2 separate regions of the Sus scrofa genome follow, and region 2 is linked to region 1. The links are chromatin contacts, called in public Hi-C maps. All regions are on one chromosome and are shown on one strand. The core of a region is the stretch at or near the end of the contact, and the rest is flanking DNA. Distances in the headings are between cores, read along the strand shown.

Region 1 (2,870 bases), core at 223-2,722:
AGCATACAGATACTGGTAGTAAGTGATTTGGCTGCGAAACAACCTAAGAGGTTTGATTCCAGAAACTGAGCGCTTATTTCCTTTGGGTCACCTCCAATCTGCAATAATCCTGTCTGTCCACTTGCATATTGTTTTTCTTCATTAAAATGTGAGTTCCGTGAGGCAGCTTGGTTTGTCTTTGATGTTGTCTTCTCAAACTTAGTTGTGTCTGCCTGTGCTCAATGATCTGTAACAGTGATGAAATAAATGCATTTAGAAAGACAGGCCTGCCTCCCAAATCACGAAACTACTTTTAAAAACTTATCTGTGAAAATCTCTGAAGTAAATAATTCCAAAATCTTACATTAAAATTCCTTAAGAAAAAGAAATATTGCAAAATTTTCTAAGAATTGGTGAACGGTGGCTTTCTTTTAAAATACTTGTGCCTGGAGTTCCCGTCATTGCTCAGTGGTTAACGAATCCGACCAGGAACCATGAGGTTGCAGGTTCGATCCCTGGCCTCACTCAGTGGGTTAAGGATCTGGCATTGCCATGAGCTCTGGTGTAGGTCGCAGAGGTGGCTCAGATCCTAATTTGCTATGGCTCTGGCGTAGGCCTGCGGCCACAGCTCCAATTAGACCCCTAGCCTGGGATCCTCTATATGCGGTGGGTGTGATCCTAGAAAAGATAAATAAATAAATAAAATATATGTGCCCTATTCCTTGATAGGTCTACTTTTATGCGGTGGCAAAGATCATCACTGTGTTACCAATATCTCATCTAGAAGTTAGAGGCAGAAAATTGAGTTTGGGCCACTTTCACCTGGAGGTGTTTGTATTATTTACTCCGTGAAAATTTAAATCTTCTCTTCTCTCCAACTCTTGATCCATCCTCTCCCCCTTCCTCCCCTTTCTTGACTATTTCCTTTAGCGGACTGACACCATCTGGCTGGGAAAGTGTTTTGAATTTCTGAAGTTTCTAAATCTACAATGAGAACTGACATTACATGAGACTTGAATTCTCCTGGCTCTTTTGTCAGCTCCCGTTTGACTGCTGGCTTCTTGAATGTACGGATAATGCTCCTCAGGGATTCATTCTGGCCAATAACACCGGCCAGGGGACACATGTAAGTGTGGCAGGGGGAGAGGTGAAAGCGATGAGAGTGAAAGCTTAGTTTTACATGACATCGTGCCATTTAAATCCTCATTCTGCTCCCGCTACCACTGGGCAATCCTTAAAGAGCAGGAACTCCATCAAGCAAATACCCTAGAAAGAATGAAGGGTAAGTCCCCAAACGGAATTGGAAGCACCAGCCAGGAGTTCAGATTCGCCGGCCAGAAGCATCAGTTTTCTCCTCCCTAGGTCTCAGGGTCACGGGAAAGGGGCCGAGGCGCGGCGCTCATCTCGCGCCTGCGCCCGAGGGCCCAAGGCCCCAGCGCTTCCCGCGCAGCCCTTCCCGCGCACCCCAGTGCGCAGGCGCGGAGGCTGCGCGGAGGAAGCCCGGGAGGAGGAAGCCGGCGGGCGTGCGGCCCCTGCGGTGGGAAGTGGCCCGATGGCCATGGCGGCAGGCCAGCTTCGCGGACCTGCAGTGGCCGGTGGAGGCGAGAGTAGCGAGAGCGAGGATGACGGCTGGGAGATGGGGTATCTCGACCGGGCAGCCCAGGTAGCAGAGGAGGCCTTGTCTTGACCATACCGGGATCGGCCTCCCCTGACCACGAAACCTCTTAATTCCTCACCTGCGTTACCCTAAATTTTTTTTGCGGTGGAAATACAGGCATTTTGACAACAAACTCTCAAAGTTTCCCTACTGTACTTTTCATCAGATGTGCTGTAGATTGTTGATGTAGCTCTTTACTTGGGTTTGGTCCCACCGTCATTGCCCATTCCCTTTAAAATAATTTTAGTTATGAAGTATTCACAAACTTTGTATGTTGCCTCCCTTCCCCCCACCCTCAAAAAGGGATGTACCCCAAACCAATCATTATCATTTCCTGAGGCAGTGGAAATGAATATATGTGTAACAAGAAACCTTTTTAACTTTTTGCTTTTTTTAGAAATTAAAGGGCCCGTTGCCCGTGGAAGAAAAGAATGAAACGTTTAAGAAAGCTTTGGCCGCAGGAGATATTTCATTGGTGAAGGAGCTTCTAGATTCTGGTGAGAGTTAAGGGATAGTTTCCACCTAACATAATTTTCTCGGTTCACAAGGATTCCTTATTTTAAAAGGTTTCTGTAGCTTTTCTAACGGAAGCCCAGTGAATGTTAAAGTGTCCTACATGGCTTGACTCAGTTCTGCCTTATTTTCTTCTTCTAACCACAAATTTGGAAGGTCATGCTGATTACCATCAGTTCTTGCACCTTCTTCAAAAGATCTACTCTGGAGTTCCCGTCGTGGCTCAGTGGTTAACCAATCCGACTAGGAACCATGAGGTTGCGGGTTCGATCCCTGGCCTTGCTCAGTGGGTTAAGGATCCGGCATTGCCAGTGAGCTGTGGTGTAGGTTGCAGACACGGCTCGGATCCTGCGTTGCTGTGGCTCTGGCGTAGGCCGGCGGCTACAGCTCCAATTAGACCCTTAGCCTGGGAAACTCCATATGCTGTGGGAGCGGCCCTAGAAAAAGCAAAAAGACAAAAAAAAAAAAAAAAAAAAAAAATCACTACCTGGATGCCTATTCCAGCCTGTTGGCTACTCTGTGCTTCCTTGGGAAAGTCATTTAAACTTCTGGATCATCAGTTTATGTAAAACATCATAATTCTGTGCTCTGTCCCCTATCATTTTTCTCTGTGTCAGATATTTTTTAAATTACCTTGACATGGAAATGTAAGTTGTTGACAGTGATTGAAATTATCACAAGAAGTAAGAAGCATCAACCATTTTCTTGTAAATACAAAACA
Region 2 (2,870 bases), core at 259-2,758, 87 kb after region 1:
CCTGGCCACTCAATAATTCCCTGGGCGGGGAGGAAGGGCCTCTAAACTGATGGTGACACTCCATGTATTTCCAACTCTCCTCAGCTGTGAGGACATGATTGCTGAGGTGGGCAGAGTTTTCAGTTGAGTTTTTTTTTTTTTTTTTTTTTTTTTAAGGTAGTTTCAGGTCTTATTGACCTTGAGAGAAGCATACAGCTGCCTACCTTTCCCAAATACACACCCCTACATTATTCACTGGTAGGAGTGAAATGTTGCCAATTTATGGTGGTTCGTCTGAGGCCACCCATCTCTTGTACGTGTCCCAAGTGTGTGGACTCACTGTGAGAGACTGGACAAAGGAGGACGGTAATAAATTTCAACTTATTCTTCTGCTTCATCCAGGAAAGAGGTTTATGGGCATAAATGCAGTGGTAAATGAGGTATTTCTTGCTGTTTGGTGCCTATCATATCACTCCCCCCCCCACCTCACACACACACACACACACACACACACACACACACACACCAGCCTGTGCACACACTGTGGGCAGAAATACACCCTCCTCCTGCCCCTCCCTCTCTCCCGGCACAGACTGATCAGAACTTCCCCTGGGTCGCGGCCCAGCGATATGAAGCGGCCCTGGCGCTCAGCCCTGCTCTTCCCGAGTCGTGGGTGGCGCGGTGCTTGTTTCCCTCCCCTCCCTTTCCGGACCCAAACGGGGATGTATCTGGGTCAGCCTGGGAGGGGCCGGACCTGCCAGGGACCGGCGGGGGGGGGGCGGGGGTAGTGGAAGGGGGTGGCGATGACAGCATCTTTCAGGTTTTTGGCCTTACAGAGATTCGCCCCGTCCAGCCTCTTGCTGCGCTCTCGCCCAGCAAGGGCTGATGCTCCGGCCAGACCAGGCTCTAGGAGTGGGTGGGGGAGAGCGCGTCCTTCCTATCTGGACCGTCACCCCTTCACGCCCTGTGAACAATACAGCGCCCACCCCACCCCCCACACGCATACACATTCCCCATTCCCCAAAGCAGGCTCCGCGGGCGGGCGGCAGGTCCCTCCGCCCCAGGAAAAGAGCAATGGAACAGTTCAGGGCCGCCGCGAGTTCCTGGTCTTCCTTCCTTTCCGGTGATAAACGGCGGGGCTACAAGCCAGTTGCTGTTCAAGATGCTCCACCCGCGGGCTCGGGCCTCTCTTGGCCCTGCAGGGGCCCAGATCAGGAGCAAGTTCCAAAGGGAAAGTGTCCCTTTACCTTCGCAAAGGCTGAGCGCCCCGGCGGCAAGAGGCGCAACCAGTGCTGGGGCGCAGACCCTCGGCCAGTCTCCTCGCCGCCTCGGTTCCTCCCTGCTTGATTTTTTGCGCTCTGCAGCGCCGGGGAGGAGCTGGGTGTGCGTAAAAACCGCATCTTCCCCAGACGCTTTGGCTGAGGACGCCTGGGTGAGGTCCGGAGGGTCATGGACCTTCCCGGCTCCCCTCCCTTCGAGCTCTGTATATAAGCCCAGCACGGGGGAATCAAGGCCACAGGTCTTCCTTTCCCTGAGGCCTGGCCCCTCCCTCCCCAACCTTGCCCTGCTTAGACTAGGCAGTTCCAAATTTACAAGTGCTTGCTCTTCCTTTCCGTGTTAGGGAGAGAAGCGGAGGAATGAGTTGAGAATCATCTCTGGATTCTTGCCTCCTGTGCATAGCTATCTCCTTATCCTCGCCCCTCGTCTCCCCACATCGCACGCTCGGGGACTTCTGTTTGCAGGAAGGTAGCCTTGCCTATCCAGAACGCTCGGTCCTGCGGCGGAGGCCCCACTGATGCTCTTGGGCCGGTGGCTCCTCGAAAGATGCCTGCTCCCGCGGGCGCTTGAGGCCACGCAGAGGTGTTTCTCCTCCCCAGTTTCACCTCACCCGCAGACTTCTCTTGCCATTATTTCATCCACCCTTATATAAAACCCTGCGCCCCCACCCCCAGCCCGGCGCAGCGCCCCCTCCCTCGGCTGCGCCTGGGCGGGAGGGAAGCTGAAGGGACCCGGGCGCGCGGGAGGCGCGCAGAGCTCTCCGGCTGCCCGTGTTCGCCGCCGCGCCTGGGGAATTGGCTGTGGGCGAGGCGGCCCCGGCCGGCCTTTATCGCTCGCCCCGCTGGTCGCTTGAAACTTTATCAGCGAGTCTCGCCACTCGCCGCAGACGCGAGCGGGGGGCGGGGGCGCGGCGAGGCGCCGGCGGCCGTGACGAGGCGCTCCCGGCGCTGGGCGCTTCTGCTCCGGGCACGCATGGCGCCCGCACACGGAGTCTGACCTGATGCGGATGCAAGGGGGTTAATATGAACGCCTGTCTCGGTGGAATCTGGCTCTGGCTCCCTCTGCTCTTGACCTGGCTCAGCCCTGAGGTCAGCTCTTCATGGTGGTAAGTCCACGAGGACGGGCGCGAGGGGATTTTGGAGATGGGAGTGGGGACCGCACTAGCCACATAGACCCTTCCAGGCGGCGCTTCCCCGAGGCCGTGGCAGACGCGGATTCTGGCCCGAACCCCAGCTGCTGCGCCCTCGTATCGCCCTTTTCCTCGGGAGACCATTCGAGTTTTGACAACTCTCCCCAAATCCCCCCATATTCCCACCTTAAATGAGAGCTCGGATGATTGGTTTATTGGGGTCCGGCAGAGCGACAGCAAAATCAGGATCGTTGAGACAAGCGCTAGCCGGGTCTCTAGCTCTACTGGCACACACGTCTGTGTGTGTGTATGTGTGTGTGTGTGCGCGCGCGCGCGCGTGTGAATTCATCTCCAAAACTACAAACGTATCCCCCTGCTCCCCCTCCCCCTAAAAAATGCCTCAAGATAAATGGACCGGGCCCATTCAGGCAGTCAGAAACGGTAGAACCCAAAGCATGTGATTTTTGCAGTATTTCCCATCTTT

Evidence for each region. A called contact is a pair of places that touch in the nucleus more often than the background predicts.
Region 2: a contact with region 1 is called in a Hi-C map of undifferentiated spermatogonia, with 2.0 times the contacts expected there. The contact joins the promoter of WNT2 here to the promoter of ASZ1 in region 1. A contact is called at or near these places in 2 of 47 Hi-C or Micro-C datasets (epiblast stem cells and undifferentiated spermatogonia).

The regions. Positions count from the first base shown.
Region 1 is chr18:28,857,668-28,860,537 of Sscrofa11.1, forward strand. It overlaps ASZ1 (ankyrin repeat, SAM and basic leucine zipper domain-containing protein 1), which reads left to right and starts at 1,473. Exons shown (of 13, transcript XM_021079021.1): 1 at 1,473-1,642; 2 at 2,034-2,133. The coding sequence starts at 1,532.
Region 2 is chr18:28,944,317-28,947,186 of Sscrofa11.1, forward strand. WNT2 (protein Wnt-2) reads left to right here and starts at 1,509. Exons shown (of 5, transcript XM_003134756.5): 1 at 1,509-2,362. The coding sequence starts at 2,280.